Linked DNA regions of Mus musculus: region 1 is linked to region 2. The links are chromatin contacts, called in public HiChIP or PLAC-seq maps. All regions are on one chromosome and are shown on one strand. Each heading gives the region's core, a stretch centred on a gene start, on an enhancer-like site or on the middle of the called end of the contact. The rest is flanking DNA. Distances are from core to core; before and after follow the strand shown. Region 1 overlaps Srbd1 (S1 RNA binding domain 1). Region 2 holds the start of Prepl (prolyl endopeptidase-like).

Region 1 (5,199 bases), core at 328-2,827, 950 kb before region 2:
CTAGCAGAGAGTGTGGACGGCAAGGGTGCTGGCATCTGGGGTGGGTGCTGCCCAGGCATCACAGCCAGGCTGCCCTGTAACAGTGTGCCTGCACATGTCAGCCTGCTTCAGCTACAGCTGCAGCAGAAACTTCATCTCATAAGAAGTTGGGGAGTAGCCAAACTTTGAGCCATAATGATTGGGTCTCTCCAGCTCCCATGTCTTCTCGCTAGGAGAAGAAAATCATTTTGGACCAATAGGCTTTGGAGAAGACACTTTTGGGCAGTAGGTAACCTAGTAAAAGTGGGCTTCTCAACAGTTTTTGCTACAGTTTAGAAGGCTGAGATTTAACATTTATTTTTGGGAGTTGTTTTTAAAAGTCTAATAGTTTTACTCCTCTCAGTACCACAACTCAGTGCAGATCATCACAGCCACTGCCAAAGCCTGGGTCCTGGAGAAGGGCCGGCCCTGGGGTACCTTGCAAAGCACTCTTCTGCGCTGGTTTCTGATGGCTCCAAGTAACTCCTGAGGCATTTGTTCCCGAGTCCCTCCTTCCAGGCCTCCTTACCCATCCTTTATGTGGTTTGAAATATATCCAGGCATCCTTTGACAAGTGAGCCGATCATTATTTGTAGCATAAAATTTGCAAAGATGAGAGTTAACACAAATTTAGGCAGCTTTTTGAATTTCTCAATGTACAAATGTATGGATCTGTACAAAGGTTAGCAGCATTACCTGCACCCAGGACCAGTAATGGCAGCATGACACAGGGAGTCCCCTGAGTCTGCTGTCTGAGCACAGCCTAAAGTAAATGTCACCTTACAGTTGAGAGTGATACAGGAAGAAGAACACTTTATGGGAAATTTATTTATCATTAAGCTTGTAAGAGATTCTTGGGTAGGTATTGTATCCGGGGCACAAAACCATGTTCATTGACCTATGTCAATCTTTGCAGTTGAATAGCTGTACTTCTGGGTGTGTTTAATCAGTTTGCCTGAGGGCTAGTAGTCTGACATAGACAGAGTCTCTCTTAAACTTAAATTGTGTAAACATTCTCAGGGCACCATCATGGTTTCAGTGTGGTTCAGTGGAGAGAATGTAGCCTCGGGCACCGTGGCTTTACCTTTACCGCCTCCCCTTGGTGAAATCATTTTACTTGTTCATGCTTTGTTGGGAAATAAGGATACCCACATGCTTTCTAGAAGACTGTTAAAAAGAGAAAGAAAATAGACATGACCGTGCCTCAAGGTTAAGGCATGAATGTGCTTTTGTTGCTTAGGAGACGTTAAATAAATTCCGTGTACTTTAGAATTCTTTGGCCTTTTTGTTGTTGTTGTTAAAGTCCATTTTACTCTAAATATTTATTCATATGTTAAGCTTATCAGGTATTCATAGACTCATTCAATGTCAAGCTTGCTCAGGTCATACTGGCACACATAAACATGTTCGTTCCTGTCTGCCAAAAGGGAGGAGGACAGAAGCAGCTGTGGGCAAAATTTACGAACAAAGAATCAGAGTGGCAGCCTCGCTATGACCGTAGTCCAGGAATGAGGAAATGAGGCCTGTGCTGCCTCTCACTTGTACGGGGAGAGGAGAGTTAGGCGTTTGGAGCCGAATCAGAGCATGCATGTGAGACTTCTGTTAGTGATTATCCAAGTCTACAGTGCTTCACATGTTATCTGATTCACGTGTGCATCTGATTCTTCTGTTGTGGTTGTCCCGTGTTTAAGTTGACTCACTGTTCTGGAGGTGGGGTTAGAAGAGAGTAGAGCGCTTAAAGACAAACACAGCAGATAAAGCAGAAACAATCTCCGCGGTTCTGGGCCTCACGATCTGATTGTGCGGTGGCAACAAAAAGCAGCTGTTTGTTGACAGCTGCCTTTCCTCTCACAATCAAGCTGTTTCTAATCATGGAATTACCAGCTCTTTTGTGTTGGAGACTTGTTGGAGATTTATAGTCGGTATCATAATGTTTGCCGAACGTCATCGTTTAGATAAAATTAGTGATTCTCCTGTAGTCATCCTACTGAAATATGCATGTGGATTGTAATAAAAGAAAGATGCCTGAAGAAACTTCCGAGGTACATTCTGAACTGAAGGGCGTGCAGCGGTGGCTTTTCATGCATGTTTCCCCCTTGGTGCAATGCTCACCTTCTTGGGGACCCGTTACTGAAAGGCATTCTGTTTTTGGCTTCCTTACACGAATGTAGTCTACACATGTGCAGACACTAGAAAAGCTTGTTCTGATCCCAAAGGCCATCGTTGCTGGCCTGCTGGCCTCTTGACATTCTTCCCTAGAACACTGTTGGTGTTCACGCCACTGATGCTGAAGCCAGGGATGAAGCCAGGAAATGAAGCTAAATCAAAGTTCTGCTTCTGCAGTGATGCTTCAGCCTCCAGGGTAGCTCTACCAGCTGGAAAGGACCTGAGTGTGCCTCTTGCTGTCCATGTTCCCAGGCCTTTGTGTGAATCCTCCTCACTCTGCACTGCCATTAGAAACGAGGAAGCTCTGTGCTCTAGGAAGCAGAGCGGGTAAAGGTGAGCTGCTGCTGCTCCACTTAATCCTACTGAAGAATAAAAGAAAGGTTTTCTCTAGACTAGACGTGCTTCTCAGAGGCTGCCTTGGGAAATACCCCTGTCACTGCAGTGTGACCACTCTGCTTTTATTTTCTAAGTGTGTCTTTGATTGCTTTGTTGCTCGCTTTGAAATTTGAAATTTCAACAGTTAAAAATAATTGACATAGTATTCTCCCTCTGGTCATCAAGGTGTATTATAGAAATTAAAAAGTATTCGCAGTCTAAAAATGTATTTTAAAAAGAGACAGTGAATAGCAACTTTCCTTGTGAGAGACTGAGCAGGAAAAGGAATGTATTAGCTTAAAATGTGTGGAGAATCAATTTTTGAAATAAATATTTTATAGTATATATTTTCATTATGCTTATACTGTATCTTTCATATGTCTTTTCTAAAAGTCTAAGTTGTAAAAATATTTTGCTCTATTTTAAAAGTATCTATCAAAATCCTTCCTCTTGTCTAGCCAAATGAGCCCAGTTGTTAACGGGCACTAGGCCCTCAGTGATGCCACCGGGCCTCAATGATGGTTGATACTTGGGGTCATTATCATCAGAGTCTGACTCATTCTGATTTGATTACACCACAAAAATGTCATATCTTTTAGCCGATCTTAAACTGTTTTAATTACATTTAACATGGGCATTTAGTCCTTATCTTAAACCTTAGCTGTAAACCACTGTGTTGGGATCCAAACCAAGAGACTAAGCACCATGGTTGCAGCAGTGAGAGGTGGGAGTGTGAGGTGGTCTCCGCCCGCAGCTGTGCCGATGGCAGGACTCCCTTGGACTGCTGCTTTAGTAGCGCTCAGGTGCAGTTCAGGCAAATGAGTCACAGATGAGCCAGTTACAGTACTTTACTGCTTGAGTGTCAGGGGAAAAAATTTAGTTGTAGTTTTGAGAACTTCATCCCCAAATCATTTAATGCTGTATTTCATTTCAGCTGTTCCAAGTTTATGAGGATAAAAATCAATCAGTTATATATAAAAAATGTGCAAATCCTGACTCTTATGACCTGTGTAGGGGAGTAGTAGGGCACTGGGAGAAGTCACAGGATATTATTACACCTTTTTATTTCATTTTCCATATTGTTTGGTAATGCCTTCTCAAAAACTGTGCTAAAAAATCCATTATTATCAGACCATTAAGAAATACTGGGTTGTTATGCTTTGATTAACATCCATGGCTTTTATTTTTGAATCAGATTCATAAATATATACATTTTCTCTGTCAGTCATTGTCTAAAATTTCAATTTGCCCTGCTTTCCATTACATACCATGAATTATATGAAATTAATTTAATCACTACTACAAACAGAAATTGAATGTGCCCTAATCCAGAGTTACGTTGTTTGCTTTTACAACTGTAAGTCATAAGTAATTAATTTTCCTTGGAAAATTAATTCACTTACCATTCCCAGTAGCATCATGTGTTGACACAGGGTTCTAGGTAGTTTAATATTTTTCTTCAGCATGTTGGCCTCAACTTTAGAAGACCTTAAATGAAAACAAATTAAAATTTAATCAACTGAATATAATTTGGGCTTATTTAAAAATTGGGCTTATTTAAAATAAGTGTTGTTGTTGATGTCATCCAGGTGGTGATTTGAAAATTATATTCAAGCTTTCCAGAATCTCCACTAGTATATTAACACCTCTAAAACAATCTATCTTTGAAAAGCTGTTTACATGACAGTAATCATTAGTATGCTCTGGATAAACATTTTCCAGGACAGCACTAGACAGTGCAGTATTTGGGAATGTTTTGCCATCTTTTGCTGAGTGTGCAAATCTAGAGATGTACATGCTCAGCGCTTTGGCGGCTAAAGTAGCTGGCTGTCATACCTGTTTATCACAGAGGTTGCTTTCAAGATCTCTCTACCTCCAGCTTCACCGAGTAGGAAGATCTCTGGCAAACTCTTTTTTTTTTTTAAGTACTTCTTTTTAAAATAATTTATCTACTTGTATTTTATATGCATTGGTGTTTTGCCTGCTTGTATGTCTGTGTGAGGGTATCAGATCCCTTGGAACAGGCGTTACAGGCAGTTGTGAGCCGCCTCGTGGTTGCTGGGAATCAAACCCTGGTCCTCTGAAAGAGCAGCCAGTGCACTCAACCACTGAGCCATCTACAGACTGCAAGCTCTTCTTAAAACCTGGGCGGTGCCTCGTAAACACGCGGGAAGTTGTTCCCATGTTGATTGTGCTCCTCCGGTCCTCTCAGCCTCCTGTTTAATTCCTTTCCCTCTTCTCCCAGAAAGGCCAGCATGGAAACTGAACTGAGTAACCGTCTTCCAGCTAAAGGGATTAAGTTGCACACACTGCCGCGTACATTCTGAGAACTCAGAAAACACGAGCAAACCAAATTTAGCTTCCCTTTGCATTTGCCAGAGGTTATTTAGTAAGGTGACTTTTTTCCTGGTTCATGGAACTCTATAAAACATACAGTGTTTATAACTCTGTTTATATTTGTTTAAGTCACTAAGGTGAGCTCCGGTGATGCAGGCAGGGTTACTTTTCAACAAGTGGGAGCTTATTTTATAAATGTGCCTTTGTGGCCGTAGCTTTAGAGAGTCATGTGGTAGCAGTGATGTGCTCTTTATGTCTTTTGGAAAGAAAATCCACTGTTTAATTCCAACCTAGAAATAGCGT
Region 2 (5,023 bases), core at 1,969-4,468:
AGCCAAGTATTCCGCCCCTAGGTAACTATTTCATCCTAGAGGCGTCTGTGAGTTTGTGTGTGCATGCCTCTTCTTTATGTAATTCTGCTGGGATTGTCAAGCAGGTTGATGACCCAGGTTAGCCAAATAGCTTCATTCTGTTGGGCACAGCAATTGGCCCAAATGTGGTCTACCAGAGTCATTTGAAAGAAATTATTTCTTAAGGAAACTAGATCCTTTCCTCAGGATCCCTAAGTGGATGAATGTGGAAAGACTGAAGTTGCAAGTAACCGTCACCGTTATCAGATGAGACTCAACCAAAAGGAAGACAAGATGCCTGTTCCTTCTTTAGCTAGTCCTCACACACACGGGCTTCTAGATCTCACCTAATTAGGGGAGGCGCTAGAATCAAAAGTCAACAATTTATCACATAATCTGGAAACAATAATGTACAAGTCATACAGGTTATCTCTCAAAAATATGAGTTCCAGAGAAAGCCTTAGTTAACAAAAAGAGCCATGAGGCACCACTGGAATCCTGAGGAGTACAGGAAGACAGAATTGGGGAGTTGCAAAAATAAACACCAATCATTCAAGTGTGACACAAGAGAAAGAACCTCTCGACCCCCCCCCCCCGTAATAGAGATCAAAACCTTGGCTTTGCACATGCAAAGTGTCATAGCACTGAGTAACACTGCCAACCAGAATCACAAAGTCCTAGCCTTGATCAGACTCTTCAAGCTTTCTGCTTCTGAACACAGATGAAACATGCATGAATCGTTTAGCCACTTTAAACACTTATGAAAAGCCCACACATGTTTAGCCTGTGGTAATCAACTGAATTATTACAGAAAAAAAAATCACTTTTTCCCTGACATGTTGTACTGGCTGGTTGTATGTGTCAGCTTCACACAAGCTGGAGTTATTACAGAGAAAGGAGCCTTCCTTAAGGAAATGCCTCCATGAGATCCAGCTGTAAGGCATTTTCTCAATTAGTGATGAAGCAGGGGAGGGCCCCTTGTGGGTGGTGCCATCCCTGGGCTGGTAGTCTTGGATTCTGTAAAAGAGCAAGCTTAGCAAGCCAGGGGAAGCAAGCCAGAAAGCAGTACCCCTCCATGGCCTCTGCATCAGCTCCTGCCTCCAAGTTCCTACCCTGTGTGAGTTCCTGTCCTGACTTCTTTTGGTAATGAACAGCAATTTGGAAGTGTAAGCTGAATAAACCCTTTCCTCCCCAACTTGCTTCTTGGTCATGATGTTTTGTGCAGGAATAGAAACCCTAAGACACACCTAAAAAAATTTAAAAATAAAGTCTTACCTCTTACACTGTGAATTTTGGCTTGGCCATGCATCTTCCTTTAGCTAACGGTTTATGAGACGGCTCATAGTGATTATCAACTTGACAAGAACTGGAGGAACCGAAAGTCTCCACCTGTCTAGGAAGGGTTATCTACACTAGGTTAACCTCTTGGTATGTGTGTAATGGATTTTCCTAACTACAGTCACTGAGAGGAGACACACTCAATGTGGTATCGCCACATCACACACTGAGTCTTGAACTAAATAAAAAGGAGAACTGGAACTAACTCATATTCATCCATCGCTCTGTTCTTCCTGACTGCTCACACAATGCTCCAGGATCCTGAGCCTTGATTTTTCCTACTAAAGTCTGTACCGTCAAACTGTGTGCCAATACATACCCTTCCTTTCTTAAATTGCATTGCCTAGCATTTTTATCACAGTAATAATAGAAGCTAAGTAACATAGCATATTAACAGACATCATGTAAGCAGGGATTTGAAATGTGCCTCTTGCTCTTATACACTCTACCATAACTGGGAGAACATGCCAGCCAACTCTGAGAACTATGGGTATATAGACCAGGTACACAACCGTAAACCACTCAGGTTTTATCAAGAGACTACCAGGTGGTTCACAGACATTGCATGACATACGACATGTGGTTGTTAAAAAGCAATAACTAAGTAAAATAACAGACTAAGGACTCATTGCCCCCCGGCCACTGTCTTAGTTACTTTCCTATTGCTGTGAGGAGTCACAATGACTAAGAAAACTTATAAACACAGCAGCCTTCACTGGAGCGGTTTGGAAGACTGAAGTATCTGGATTCGTTGCTAAACCTTGGGCAGCGAGTATCCCAATAATGACTCCAAACTTAGTTTCACGTGGCGGGAAAAGGAGCAAGCAGTAGGTTTCCCTCTCTCCCTTTACTCTCCCATATACAAAACCAGGAAACGCGTGCAGAATCCCCATCCCATTAGTGAACCTCACGGATCTCCAGAGATGTGGGACCAAAAAGTGCACCCAGGTGACCAGGCTGGGAGTTAAGAAGCAAAAAATAAAATAAGGATGGAAAGGGGGCGGGAAAGAAGAGCAGCACACGGAGAAGACAGGCGGTCCCACCCACCAGACAGGCGAGCACAAGGATTTTCTGAGTTTCTGAGAGCTCGCTCTGGCTGTCCCGCTCTCCAGCCCCGCCAGAGTCTCTCCCATTTTTGGTGGGACAGCGGGACAGCGGAGATGAAGGAGCAAGGGGGCGCTTCTCGCTTGGCTCCCGACAAACGGGCTGCCTGCTACCTGCGAGGGGAGTGGCCACAGGCAGGGCAGGCGAGCGCTCGCCCTTACCTGTCGCAGAAGCTGCCACCGGACGGCCCCCTTGGGCGCCGAGACCAGCGAGCCCTGGCTGGCACTGCCCATCGCGGGACGCTTGCCCGCCTCTGCCTCAGTCTCTGCAGCCCCAGCGGCCGCGACCTGCGACTCCATCTCCAGAGCTGACTGGACCCGGAGGTTGCGTCCGCCACGGCTCTCCCCAGTCAGGACCTGCCAACTTCTTCCCTGTCAGGACCTGTGACGCCCGGCCTCTGGCCCACAGCTCTTCCGTGCACCCTCCCCGAATTCCGCATTTCCGGTATTAGCGTCTCCTTGGCAACCAAAGCAGCGGCGTCGCTTCATTGCACCACTTTTTCTGGTGGCCATCTTAAGTGAGGGCGAGCCGGAGTGGGAGGGGACTGTGGAATAGCTGCAGACAGGGCTTTCCTCGCTGTTTTCTTTTTTTCCTCACTTTGTCTCTTGCTCGCCGGAATACCAGAAAACCGAAATACAGTTGTCTCCTAAGATGAGTGAGTTCAGGAAGAGAAAAAGCCCACCACTGGCCATAATAAAGATGGCGAAATGCGCTTCCCTATCGGTCTGGGTTGGTGTTACGTAGACCGGCGTGCTGCAAACTAGCTCTGGGCGGCGCGAGGTAGGTTGTCTTTCTTGCTGGGTGCTGGAGGCTGGCTTCGGCTGGACAAGGCTGAGGTGACTGCAGCTCCTTCTGGAGAGCTTCGGTTTCTCGTATTTGTCTTCTCTACCTTCGCTCGTCCAGCTGTCTTTCGATTTGCGTACGTATGGAAGGGTTGCTGATGGTTCCCCTTTCCTAATTCCTCTGCCCACCTTCCAGCCATTCCTCACTTCCCTGGTCCCTTTTTTGATCCCTGTCTCTTCTGTACGTTCTGACCCGTACCATTCCCTCACGTCCTGTGAATACGACGTGTTCGGGATGCACAGTTGCACCGGGAAACGAGGAGGTGCTCCGGGAGCACCCATTTGCTTACTTACCCCACCAGTCTCCCTATCCTCGCACAGGGTCTTCTCAATGCAGATGGTGGATGAATGGGTTGGAGCTATGGGGACAGACTAAGCGATTTAAAAGCATTTTTCTTCTAGGCTACTGCTCCACTGGCCCATTATTTTGCTGCGACATAAGAGATTAAGGGGGGGAGGGGGCGTCATAGCTGGTCGGATCTATGGCAAAACTGACGCAGTGTTTCTGTGCTACCAAGGAACGTGTTAGAGAAGATTTCTCTCATTTTACACTCAACAGTGTTTAGCATAGCTAAATTATCCCTATGCTAATAATATTAACGACCTTTTGTTGAATGGTTACTATGTGCCAGGTACTTGGACTAAGTTCTTAAAATAAATTGTTTGGTTTTGTTACAAAACTACAACCGCAGAGATTAAGTGCTATGGTTAATTTCTGTTCCACAAGTGAAAAAATTGAATCCAGATGCAGTTAGTGTACAAGGCCCAAGACCTAAACCTGGGTCTGTAGTTATGGAAGTTAAAATGATCTTTACCTTCCAGAAGAAACCAAAAATGACTCGACATTTTATTTGTGCATCTTACAGTTGTTTTTAATTCATTATCCTTTTATGGTGAAATCCAATTGCTCCTCTAGGAGGAGGAGCCAGTCAGTTGGGCGGTTCACTGAATCAGTGAGTTGGGGGAGTGTCTCCAGCTCCCCAGAGCCACAGTTGGGCCACCTGGACAATGACCAGCTCTAGCTCACTCATCGAGTGCACACGCAGCTTAAACTAGACAGCTAGGTGAAAACTATGTGGCGCCTCGCCTCACTCAACAACTAAGCATCCCCCTTTTATGTCATGGTTTAGGCTTTTTCTAATTTGTCTTTCACATCCCAATGATATGCCCAGAATTATGTAAGATAAAAGCCATCTTGCTTTTGAACCCCCTCTGAGTACCTGAGATTCCCATTAAGTTCATTTACTCATTTGCAAATTATTTTATTTTGTTTGTTTTCTGTTTTGTTTTGTTTTGTTTTGTTTTAGTTTGTCCATACGTTCTCCAGAGTCACTGCTGCTTAGCTTGTCCCTAGGAAAACTGACTTTACAGATGACGTGTTTATTAAGTCCCGCCTGCCAAGAAGTATGATCTGAATGAACTTAACGCATACAAGGTTTTAAACGTGTTTAACCTAAGTTATCAGATGTCTACAGTAATTGGTAACCTAAGGGGCTCATGACGCCACAGGGGAGGGATGAGATGTGGGGACCTCAAATGCACTAAGATCCCATGACTGTATAATTATACGTATGAAATCATCCACGTGCTGGCAGCCCCTAAGGGAGCAAAAACCAGGGACTTTGCCACCATGCTGCAGACGGCCAAATTCTCTCTCCGAGCTTTGAAGCATAGTATTCCTCATCTTGGGAACTGCATGCAGAAACAGAGTTACCGTAACG

Evidence for each region. HiChIP or PLAC-seq counts read pairs in DNA pulled down with a chosen protein or histone mark.
Region 1: a contact with region 2 is called in a FOXA1 HiChIP or PLAC-seq map of pancreatic cancer cells. The contact joins the enhancer-like site here to the promoter of Prepl in region 2. A contact is called at or near these places in 2 of 39 promoter capture datasets (cranial neural crest and hippocampal neurons), 1 of 115 datasets of contacts at active chromatin or transcription factors (pancreatic cancer cells) and 2 of 9 other capture datasets (adipose tissue and liver).

What each region holds. Positions count from the first base shown.
Region 1 is chr17:86,034,894-86,040,092 of GRCm38.p6, reverse strand. The region is part of intron 16 of Srbd1 (S1 RNA binding domain 1); the gene reads left to right. Among named protein-coding and RNA genes, the nearest start is that of Srbd1, 110 kb to the left of the region's middle. Within about 2 kb of position 1,577, at least 57 of the 459 cell types and tissues checked have an H3K27ac peak or open chromatin away from gene starts, as enhancers often do.
Region 2 is chr17:85,088,462-85,093,484 of GRCm38.p6, reverse strand. Prepl (prolyl endopeptidase-like) reads left to right here and starts at 3,218. Exons shown (of 15, transcript NM_001163622.1): 1 at 3,218-3,379; 2 at 4,610-5,023. The coding sequence starts at 4,933. It overlaps Camkmt (calmodulin-lysine N-methyltransferase), which reads right to left and starts at 2,859. Exons shown (of 11, transcript NM_028576.3): 1 at 2,622-2,859. The coding sequence starts at 2,759.